Linked DNA regions of Mus musculus: all the other regions are linked to region 3. Evidence: chromatin contacts called from public HiChIP or PLAC-seq data. All regions are on one chromosome and are shown on one strand. The core of a region is the stretch at or near the end of the contact, and the rest is flanking DNA. Distances in the headings are between cores, read along the strand shown.

Region 1 (3,582 bases), core at 77-2,576, 140 kb before region 3:
ATCTCACAAGTCTATTTCTTCTCACGCTATGATCATAAACCTTAAAATTAACATGCTGGAATAAAAAGTGTTTTTCAGGGGTTGGAGAGATGACTGAGTTGATAAAATATGTGCCATGTTTGGGGCACATACATGGGGACCTACATGTAATCCCCCAATAGCCACAAACAAATGCCATTCCTGGAAGCACACTCCTCTAATCCCAGCCAGCCAGTGTAGCAAAGTTGGTGAACTCCAGGGCTAGTGAGAGAACCTCTCTTTAAAATAAGGATGGGGCAACCCAACATTCACTAAGGCCACATGTAGGTATGCACATGTGCACGCACATACAAACACTCACCTTTGCACACAGGGACTACACTCACACACTCATATCTACATGCACTCACATGCACACACATGCACACTCATACACACACTCACATATGCACACAATGCCTACATACACACAGGTACATACACATACATGCCCAAGCACATGAATATACACACACTCACATGTACACACACATACACATGCATGCACTCTCTCCCACATACATGCACAGACATACACATTCACATGCACTCACACACATACATGCCCACACTCTCCCACACAAACACACACATGTACACCCACACACATACTCACACACATGCACACTCACACACATGAATACACACAGAGAAAAACATGTACATACATACACACATATGAACACAAGATGCTTCTTAGTGCCTCACGGAGTTTACTTTTCAGTTCCTGACATTAAAAGCGTTAGGAGGGAAAGGGAAGGCTTTGTTACAATTCTAAGAATTACTTCATTTGAATCCCTTTCCTTCATGCTCTCATTTAACTCTGTAATAATTTTTAACTTTAAATCAAGGAAGTACTTGGAGTTTTCACCGGTTGTGAAATTTACTGAGTGGCTTGGAACACCAGGAGAATGCCTTCTTCCCACTCCAGTTTTAGAGTTCTTCTGTAGTGTTTTGTTTGGGTGCTAAGTGGATCCCAGCACCAGCCTGCACCTCTGCCTGGCCTTGGTCTGGCTGGCTGGCTTCGTTCCCCCTCATCTGGGTACCAGCAAGATCTAGACAAGGCTAGATCTTCACAAGGATGCCCTCCCCCGACCTCCCTCCCCTCTCTGATTTGCTGCCAGGATTTGTGTGTTTGTCTAAGATCTGCTGCCTCTGTGTTCTTCCAACTTCACTTCTGGAACTGCTGGTTGGTAGCACTGGCTTTCAAAACAAGTGAAACTCTTGCTCCTCTGCTCAATGGTGGTTTCTATCCTCTCTGGGGTCTTGCTGCGGTACACACAGTAGCCTGTGGAGTCAGCTAAGCCTGCACTTCACAATGGAGCATTGATCCCTGTGGCCCTGTGGCACCCAGCTTGTACAGTAAACACTTGCTCTGGCCAGGACACAATTTCAGTGGGTTTAGAGCTGACACACTGGCTGTAAGTAAACCAGGGGTTTGCTTCATCCAAACCTCACTCTTTACAGAGGGTTGTTCTGCCACCTTAGAGACTTTGATAACAACACAACAATTTATGAAATCATTACACTGGGTCAGATATACTATTTCCCCCCTTCTTATACACAAAGTGGTTTCCAGTTGGTGTATCGATCTCTCCAGTTACTGGCGTTGAGCCTGATCCATTTATTCTTTTATTTGGGATTTACCAAAATTGCCCCTCTCTTTTTGGGTGAAAAGAAAAAGAATAAAATGAAAGAAAGAAAGAAAGAAAGGATTCAGGTTGTCAATGAATTGTTCCAGCTCTTTGCATGCCTAGCAGGGCTTCAATATAAATTGGACAGCCCTGGAGACAGGCTGAGGATCAGAGAGGCTCACAAGGAGACCTCATGCCAAATGCAGGAGGTACATCTAGGGGATCATGATGGGTTTGGATGTGGCTGCTGCTCTTCTAAAGAAACACGAGATTTGTGAGGAAGATATGCAGAGGTTCTGTGCTGGGGGAAATCATGTCTCGAAGGTGGGGACACACAACCCTCACGAAAGCTCCTAAAGGTGCCGTTTTGTTTCTGCTGAACCTGCAGGCGTCTCTCAGGGGGCTGAATGGACAGATGTGCAAGTGTGGGTTGCTTCTGGGCTATTGAGCATTGGTGATGGTAGCTGGAGAGGTGACTCAGCGGTTAAGAGCACTGACTGCTCTTCCACAGGTCCTGAGTTCAATTCCGAGCAACCACATGGTGGTTCACAGTCATCTGTAATGGGATTTGGTGTCCTCTTCTGGTGTGTCTGAAGAAAGCTAACGTGTACTCGTATACATAAAATAAATAAATAATTTTTAAAAAAGCATTGGTGATGCCAAGCTTATGATTATGAAAGGAAGTGTGCATGGAGGAGAAGTGAGCCAAAGGATCTAACGTTTTGACCTTACCATCGTGTGAGCTGGGCAGCTGACCTGGCCTTCATTCCGTGCAAAGGACTAGAGGAGAGGTTGGGTGCCTGAAGAACAGAGGGAGGGAGGGGTCCTGCTCATCTGGCACCATGGATCTTCCTTGGAAGTGTAAGGAATGAAGCAGACACACAGGGGTAGAATACTGTCTTCGGACTTACTGTTGGGTGGCATGGTATGGTCACTCTGATGGTCAGACCTGTCTGAGACCAGACACAATGATCTTCAGGGTTCGTCATTCTGAGGTGGTCCTAGCGCCATTGAGGGAGGGTTTGGCTTTTCTCTCTCTCTCAGTTTTAACACCAGTTCCATTTGGAACATTGAGGAGAAATTCTTGTGTAACCCAGATTAATTTTAGTTCTTTTTAAATTACCTTACGTGTCTGGATGCTTTGCCTGTGCGTCTGTGCACCGCCAGGTGTGTTTGGTACCCACGGAGTCCAGAAGAGAGTGTCACATCTTCTAGAACTAGAATTACAGATGATTGCGAGTGCTGGAAATTGAATCTGAGTCCTCTGGAAGAGCAACCAGGTTTTTTTTTTTTTAATTGTTGTTTGTTTGTTTTAGATTTACTTATTTATTTTATGCATACAAATACACCGTCGCTGTCTCAGACACACCAGAAGAGGGTATCGGATCCCATTGCAGATGGTTGTGAGCCACCACGAGGTTGCTGGGAATTGAATTCACCCCCTCTGGAAGAGCAGTCAGTGCTCTTAACCAAAGAGCCATCTTTCCCATTCAAGATACAATTCTAACGTGAACCACTGAATCAGCTCCACACACTGGAAAACTGCCACACATCATTCCCAAGAGCAGCCGTTTATAGAAAAACAGTGATAAAAGTCTTAAAATCAGCTGTTGTTTGTTATGCTATTCTTATTTATTTTAGAACTCACCCACCATGGCAAAACTTCTCCCCTCCCAACTTGGTTGCCAATTTTATAGCAGAAAAAAAATTTTTTTGGAACAAATGTTATTGCTCCTTGGTATTCTTTTCTCCAATAGGCACGTAGCGGTGGTGGACAAGGTGGAAGACTGTGTTTTATCTGGCCCTCAAAGTGGATAGAGCAAGTCTCTATTACTTCTAGGATCAGTACCCAGTTCCTCTGCCATCAGCCAGATGGAGTGAATTCATGGGAGCAACGCATGGTTTCTTGACGATGAATTCTGTTCAGGAG
Region 2 (3,750 bases), core at 480-2,979, 200 kb after region 3:
GGCATTTAAAAAAAGAATGGAGGTGTTAAGAGAGAAAGCAAGGATCCAGGAGGGTCAGAGAAGTGGAGGCTGACAAAAGTTAAGAGGCCAGGCTGGTCCATGGGAAGTTTGTCCTTTACTAATGCTCTCATCAACGGACCCTCCCCCTTTTTCAGACTGGGAGATAGCAAAGCCATGGTACTTGATATGACCATCAGCAAACACTGGATGGCCTTCAGTTTTTCCAAATAGGGCACTAAAGGAGGTTGGGATCATGTAGGAAAGATGGCCGCAAGCCATTAGGAACCGAGTCAGCACTTGCTCTAGTCTTTACAGGTCAAGACAGACACCAGTCTAGGGCCCAGTAGTGTGTGGTAAATGAGGGTGTCTTCCTCATCTCCCTTTCCAATAGAAAAACAGTGGTTCTCAGCTGATGTTTTCTGAGAGATGAATGGAAAGTGATTTATTAACCTCTGGTACTGCAGGAAAGATACAAATGCATAAAAGATACAAATGCATGAAAGATACAAATGCATGAAAGATACAAATGCAGGAAAGATACAAATGCAGGAAAGATACAAATGCAGGAAAGATACAAATGCAGGAAAGATACAAATGCTTTTTTGTATGCTTCACGCATGTTGGCCTACCTGAAGTAGAAGTAGAGATTGATCAGCTTTCCCAGTCAATCAAGAGTGTGAGTATTTAACTCAAGAATGGAGTCACTGTATAAATGCAGTAATCACTATTCTGGGATACTGGCATTGTGTAGACACACAAATCCATGCAAGAGAGTTAAAACTTTAGACATAAACTTCTATTACATTTTGACCAATTGATGTTCATCTAGGATGTCAAAATCTTTGAATGGGAAAGAATGATCTCATCAAAAATAAAAAAAAAATGATAGAACGAAGTTGAACCCCACAGCACATGCAAACCCAAGCAAAGGATGGAGGCAGGAGCTAAGGCAAGACCTGTAAGCATACAATTAGCAGAAGAAAGTATAGACATAAGCCTTTGTGATCTTAGATTGTGTCTTCAGATAAGACACCAGAACCAGAAGGAACAAAATTTCAGACAAATCGAATGTAATCAAATTTAAAGTGTTGCAATCCAAGCCAAAGCATAGTAGAAGTATTTTTCAGATTATATATTTGGCAAATAACTGATATCCAACATCTACAAAGAACCTTTTAATCAATAAGGCAAAGAAAATCGAGTGAAAAGGGACAAAGGATTTGAGCAAACATTTTTCTATAGACGATACACAAGGGGCCTATTAAGCATATCAATAGAATCTTAGCATCATGTTTATTAGAAAAATAGGATTGCTATTTTTTATTTAAAAAAAAAGAAAGAGATAAAGTAAGAAACAGAAAATAACAGATGTGACAAGGATCAGAGAAATTTGATCCCTTATATATTTTTTGATGGGAATATAAAAGAGTATCATCAGCTTGGAAAACCAAATGGTTAAATATATAGTAATTATGCTCCAAGTTACAGTCCTAAGAATACTCCCACAACTTATAAAAATGTGTCTACACAAATCTTGTACATGAATGTTCATAGCAGTGCTATTTACAAAAGCCCAAAATGGAAAGAACTCTGAGTCCCCATCCACTGATGAATGGATGAAACAAAGCCGTGGAGTGTATCTGTCAAGCACAATATTATCTGGCAGTAAGTAAGAGACGGTGGAGGCTCAGTTTGGCTCTAGCAGATGAGTGCTAGAAACATGCTAAAAATACGGAAGGCAGCCACAGCAGCCCACTTACTGTGTGATTCCAGTTTTAGGAACTGTTCAGCTCAGTCAAGTCTATACAAAAGGGAAATAAATTAGTGGTTGTCAAGGCTTGGGTGGTGGGGGCAAAGGTGGTGTAAAAAAAAATGGGAAGAGACCTGTGAGATATGCAGCCCTTCTCTAAGGGGCTGAAACTACATAGAACCTAGGATTTGATGATGGCCGCTTGACTTGGTGAAAGTGCCCCATGCTGCTGAATTCTGCACTTTAAGATGGGTAGCTTTCATAGCGTGCGAATTCCAGCCAAAAATGACATTGAAAAGAATATGAATCTGTAAAAACAGAGATGACCGTAATAGAAAGCTTCTACAGATCCAAATGTTACATTCTTCAATCACCTTTTATTGGGACAGAGGTGGCAGAATAGCGCTCACCCTGAGTCTCCTCTGTCTTGCGTTTATTTTCTCTCCTGTGTCTGTCTACATCAGCACAGTTGTATTTTTTTTTATTAAGTATTCCGAACATAAGAGGGAACCTATTGGCAATAAAGTAGGTTACTGATCACCCACCACCACCACCAGGTCTTCTTTGTGACTGTTGGCCTTATTTGCCCACCTAAATGTGGTTTGTTTTCTTGAATTTGTTATCCTTGACTAAGGACACCATTTAATCTCTCTGCTTCCCACAGCTTAGAAGAAGACATCTCCCAGCATTCACAGTGTGTTGGTGAGAAGTTCTGATCAATGAGGCCATTAAAAGGATAGGTCTGACAATATCAATCAGTGCTTTGTACAACCCCTGCTCCAAGACAACAAGGTCAATGCTAGGTGGCACCCCCTTCTCATATTTGCCCTGGCATACACACTCCCAAACCCCACCTCCCCATGAGCCTTGGCCACCGAGTCTAAAAGAAATGTCTGTAGATTTGTTCCAACTGTACCATGACTTGCATGTGGGTAGTCTACCTCTTTACTGAGAATGGAGCACAAAGGATGGAAAGAGCCACATTTCTTGAGAAGATAGACTGCTGTTCTTTTTAAAGGTATCAGCAGCCCAGTATAATTGCTATCTGTGTATACTCATGAAAATTTGAACTTTTTGCCACCATACAAAGGATGACTGGAGTTAACAGCAGTCACTGAGTAAATGTTACACCGCATGACATACCTCACAGACCTCAGCTACTAACAGAATTAACAAACAAACCGCACACTGATGGGGCACAGTACTCCAGTGAGGAATAGCCGTGCACTAGCCCTTATATGTGGCAGCTTCATTGGTATTTGGCTCAAGGGGATAAGAGTCTGGCAAGGTTTTATAAAGAAAGGATAGGAACCTACAAAAGCAGAGGAAACGGCCCTGCTATGTATGAGTCACAGCTCCAGTGCTCTCCAGTGTTGGTGCTAACTGTGTGTGTGTGTGTGTGTGTGTGTGTGTGTGTGTGTGTGTGTGTGTGTGTGTGTGCATGTAACTTTGTATAGCCCTGCACATTAGGAAATCTCCAACAAGGTACCCCTCCTCCAGACCAGGGTACAGGGAACAAGACAAGGATGGTATGTGGTGAGAAGACAAGAGACTCTTGATGGCCATGTGACTTCATCCCTTCTTCATGCTTCTGGGCTACAAGATGAAAACTGTCTGGAGCCTTTGCCAGTGGAGTTTGTAAGATCAGGAGAGGTGCTTTCATCTAAAGGAAAAAGTTGGTGCTGTCATCCATATGTAAATGGAATAGGCCAGACATAAAGGCATATTAAACAGAAGACAAGCAGTGGGATAAACAGAAGAAGACAGTGGGATAAATGACCATGAAACATTTCTTAAGGGAACAGTGACTTGTTTTTTTGGGATTATGAGGAAAGAATAGGCAAAAATTCTCCATTGCCATTCTAGATATGGAATCGGGAAACTGAACTGCCTCACATTACACTTGAGCTTAGTGTTAAAAGGGAAAAACAGCAGTAGAGAAGTTGTCACCAACCAAAGGCTAGCTTTCAGGAGATTGACAGCAAAGCATGGAGTTAGCC
Region 3 (3,574 bases), core at 486-2,985:
TGAGGATTTAGGAAACAAATCTCAGACTCTTCAGTGGTAGGATGCCTTTCATATCTGAGATTTTTTTTTAAAGATTTAAAGTGTCAATGTGGGTAATGCCTACTGCTAACTTTCGGATTATGTAAGAAAACTGGGCAGGGAGTGGGGGTGGGGAACACAAGGAGAATGAGCATCCGTCCGTTCCCTTGGGCAGCAGAGCAACACTGTACCTGTGAATGGGTGAGAGGAACGTGGGGACAGGACTGTCAAGTGTTCTGTTATCATGGAAATAGTTTTATTTGAGGTTCCCTGGAAGGATCTCAGGGACTTTGGGGGTCCAGGAAGATGCTCGGAGAAGTCCTGTGAAAGGCTTTCTTAAGAGATGACTACCTCAATTTATAGTTTGCAGAGAAGCCAGCAAGGAAAAGAGGGGAAGAACTTCTAGAAACTGAATAAAGGATACCCCTGGGGATGATAATTCACTCTCTCTTTGAATAAAGATAATATAAATAGTTCATTCGGTTACTGAGTTCTTTATACTAACAAATACATTTCACTAGAGCTTCAAATAAAATAATACACGCCGAATGGCATCTTAGCAGGCAACATAACCGTGTGTGGATGTTATTAATTCTGTGAAGGGTGAGTTTATGAAATCTCATGCTCCAGAACAATTGGAAAATAGGATTAATATTCATACATTTGAAATTGAGTATAGGATTTCTAAGGAATAGAAGGCAGAGTAAAGTGAATTATTCAAACATATATATGAGCAGGGCCATCTAAATTCATTCAGTAGTACCACTTCTGAGGTTTTTAACTGCTAGCTGTCATATATAGTGTCATGATAAAATCAGTTCGACTTCTTCTATTATGAAATGTATAGTGACAAGATGGTATAAAGATGACTAAACACGTTTCAGAGAGACTTGGAAATGGTGCTTGATGGAAATTATATAAAAATCAATAACAGTTCACCTCACGGGTGGGTTTTTCCTCACCCCCATCCATAGGTCACTCATGGGAGGGGACAGATTTATTTCTAGAGGAAAGTTCTGTGTTCTACTTGGATTTGCTGATATGTCAAAGGTATGAACCCTGACTTTTATGGTAATATAGTTAAGGCAGTGATTTGAATAGTTTTCTTTAGCTTGTATGCTATAAGCTTGGAGGGGAAGAAATAGATGATCTCTTAGCTCATTGGTTCTCTCTTTCCTTAAATATTTTCCCTTAACAGTTTCACATGTGTACACAATGAGTGCTGACCCATCCCCCACCTCAGATCTTCCCACAACATCCATTCACCTCCCTCCAGCCCACAGTTTGGTTTCCTGTCCATTTTCACTTTATTTTGGGACCCACTGGGTTTTTTTTTTTTTTTTTTTTTTTTTTTTTTTTAAGTTATACTCTTGTGGTATGCCTATCATGATCAGGCACTGATTTTGTGTCCTCCAAGATGAAGAGCTTTTTTCTCAAGCACAACTTCAGAATGAATTCATTACCTTCACAGAGAGACAGAAGATCTCCATGAAATGGCCCCGTTTGGTTCATACACTGTTGACTTTGGCAAGCAACCAACCAACAACCAGAAACACCACACTGTTGCATTTCAACCTTTGATGACTAAAAGCTGTAGCTGTGCTAGACAGAAATAAGCACATTGGAATCTCCCAGAAAAGGTAGTGCTTTCTTACTCAGTTCCTTCGGATAAGCTTTCAGCCAAGCCACACCTTCTGCTCTTGGTAATTCCTCAAATTCCCCAGCAGGTGGAGACTTGTAATCCTTCAGCCTTTTACTGGGACCAGGGCTCCAGGCCCCAGGTGTCTGGCTTGACTTCTGCTTCAGATGCAGATACTTAAAGTGTGACAATGAATATTCCCTAGGCCTCTGGCCTGTTTGGGCCTGTGGAGAATTCTTATTTATCTTTGCACTGCATATAGTCATCTATCGTTAGTAATCTGTAGTGGATAAGACCAATGTTTTCTTTAAGGACTCATCCCCAGCAGAGCAGGGGGCAGAGATTTCCTAGAGCACTGCCTATGGTGGGGAGCCAGTACCAGGCCAATCCTAACCTCTGTGTGGTTCAGAGTCAATCCCAGTGGTCAGATCTGACCACAGACTTCTGAAGTCATCATAAGTAGAGAGTCTAGTCTTATTTTCCTCTGTGTCCCCAATAACACAAAGGGAAAGGGATTTCTAAAAAGTGTTCCTAGCTACGTAGGATCTTATAATTTAGGTAAATGTGGGTTTTTTTTTTCTCTATCTCTCTTGACTGCTTTATATTTAGTTCAAGTATATTAAAGAAGAGATTCTTAGAATTTTTTTTTTATTTGACAAGCTCAATAATACCTTTCAAAATTAAGAACTGTTACAAAGCCTGTTAGAGCCTTGGTATTTGCTGCATTTGTGGCTATTCTTGTTATTTGTACCAATCTCCCTGGAAAGATGATTGATTTTCAATTCTTAAGCCCAGTGCTTTTCTGTACTAAGGAACTTGCATCCAGAAAACTGAAAGGAAAAGAAAAGAAAAGGAAAGGAAAGAAAAGAAAAGAATCAGAAGCTAATTTGCAGGGAATGGTTGTAAGCTTGAGAACTGGAGAAGAAAGTTGGTTAAGCACACGTGTATATTCGTGCACCAAAACAGATAAGACATAAACATGGAAACCAAAGAACAGGCTGTGATGGGGGTGATGTATGTGTGTAGGTGGTAGATAGGAATAAGGCACTGTGGTAGATATGTGTAAATATGTCACAATAAAACCTATTCTGTATTGTAGCTTAAAAACGAATAAACAAGAAAATGAACTGTGACCAAGGGATTTGCCTTTTAAGGGAACTTGAGTTTGTCTTGTGTGTGCATTATAGTAGAAGGCTTTGTCTGTAATACTTCTCAATTTGCAGAAGTGTCATACTCCTAGCTAAGCCATGATTTCTTTCATTCTTATAGGACACTGTCATTTTCTTTGTATGCTCCTTCATAGGAACACATAAAGTAGCTACCTACAAATGGCTATTGACTTGTTGGATGACTTCTGAGAGTGCAACATGTCTGAGCTGAGTAGGCCTTGTCATCTAGATCCCTAGCTTAACACTTGAGGTTTTCTAATGAATACAGAACTCTTTCGATTTTGTTAAATTTGGAGAGGCAGGGGTCTCTGTGTTAACCCAGGTGCTGTGATAAGCAGATCTCATAGTGTAAGGCTTTACCACTTTGAATCCCTAGTTTCCATCTCTTCTATGGTCCAGGGTGGTTCCAGATGGGAGGGTGAACCTGGTTGAGGTCTGCACACATACATCTAAGCTGCGGCAACCCTGGCATCTTCAACACATTTCCTGAGATTGCCCTCAAGGGGGATATTTACATGGGACATGAAAAGAACCCAAGAGGACCATGTGACCAGATTTCTCTGGGTTGTTCCTGTATTGAGGGAGGAGGACTTCGAGTGTGTGGCTGAGTGAAGACGCCTGTAGAAAATACGTACTATCAGCTTCTGCCATACTTGTCCTGAGAGGACTTATCCACTAGTCCCAGTATATACTATTAGAGGAGAAAATCATTTAAAATTACATACAACGATGATCCTTTTTATTCTTT

Evidence for each region. HiChIP or PLAC-seq counts read pairs in DNA pulled down with a chosen protein or histone mark.
Region 1: a contact with region 3 is called in an H3K27ac HiChIP or PLAC-seq map of heart atrium, with 2.6 times the contacts expected there. The contact joins two enhancer-like sites. A contact is called at or near these places in 4 of 484 Hi-C or Micro-C datasets (adipose-derived mesenchymal stem cells, cardiomyocytes and embryonic fibroblasts) and 2 of 115 datasets of contacts at active chromatin or transcription factors (embryonic fibroblasts and heart atrium).
Region 2: a contact with region 3 is called in an H3K27ac HiChIP or PLAC-seq map of heart atrium, with 8 times the contacts expected there. The contact joins two enhancer-like sites. A contact is called at or near these places in 2 of 484 Hi-C or Micro-C datasets (cerebral cortex and nephron progenitors) and 2 of 115 datasets of contacts at active chromatin or transcription factors (embryonic fibroblasts and heart atrium).

The regions. Positions count from the first base shown.
Region 1 is chr17:67,312,420-67,316,001 of GRCm38.p6, reverse strand. All of the region lies in intron 1 of Ptprm (protein tyrosine phosphatase, receptor type, M), which reads left to right. Among named protein-coding and RNA genes, the nearest start is that of Gm52313, 24 kb to the right of the region's middle. Within about 2 kb of position 1,326, at least 32 of the 459 cell types and tissues checked have an H3K27ac peak or open chromatin away from gene starts, as enhancers often do. A contact at or near this core is called in heart atrium, where this site is marked.
Region 2 is chr17:66,971,125-66,974,874 of GRCm38.p6, reverse strand. The region is part of intron 7 of Ptprm (protein tyrosine phosphatase, receptor type, M); the gene reads left to right. Among named protein-coding and RNA genes, the nearest start is that of Mir5709, 53 kb to the left of the region's middle. Within about 2 kb of position 1,729, at least 8 of the 459 cell types and tissues checked have an H3K27ac peak or open chromatin away from gene starts, as enhancers often do. A contact at or near this core is called in heart atrium, where this site is marked.
Region 3 is chr17:67,174,157-67,177,730 of GRCm38.p6, reverse strand. The region is part of intron 2 of Ptprm (protein tyrosine phosphatase, receptor type, M); the gene reads left to right. Among named protein-coding and RNA genes, the nearest start is that of Gm52313, 110 kb to the left of the region's middle. Within about 2 kb of position 1,735, at least 17 of the 459 cell types and tissues checked have an H3K27ac peak or open chromatin away from gene starts, as enhancers often do. A contact at or near this core is called in heart atrium, where this site is marked.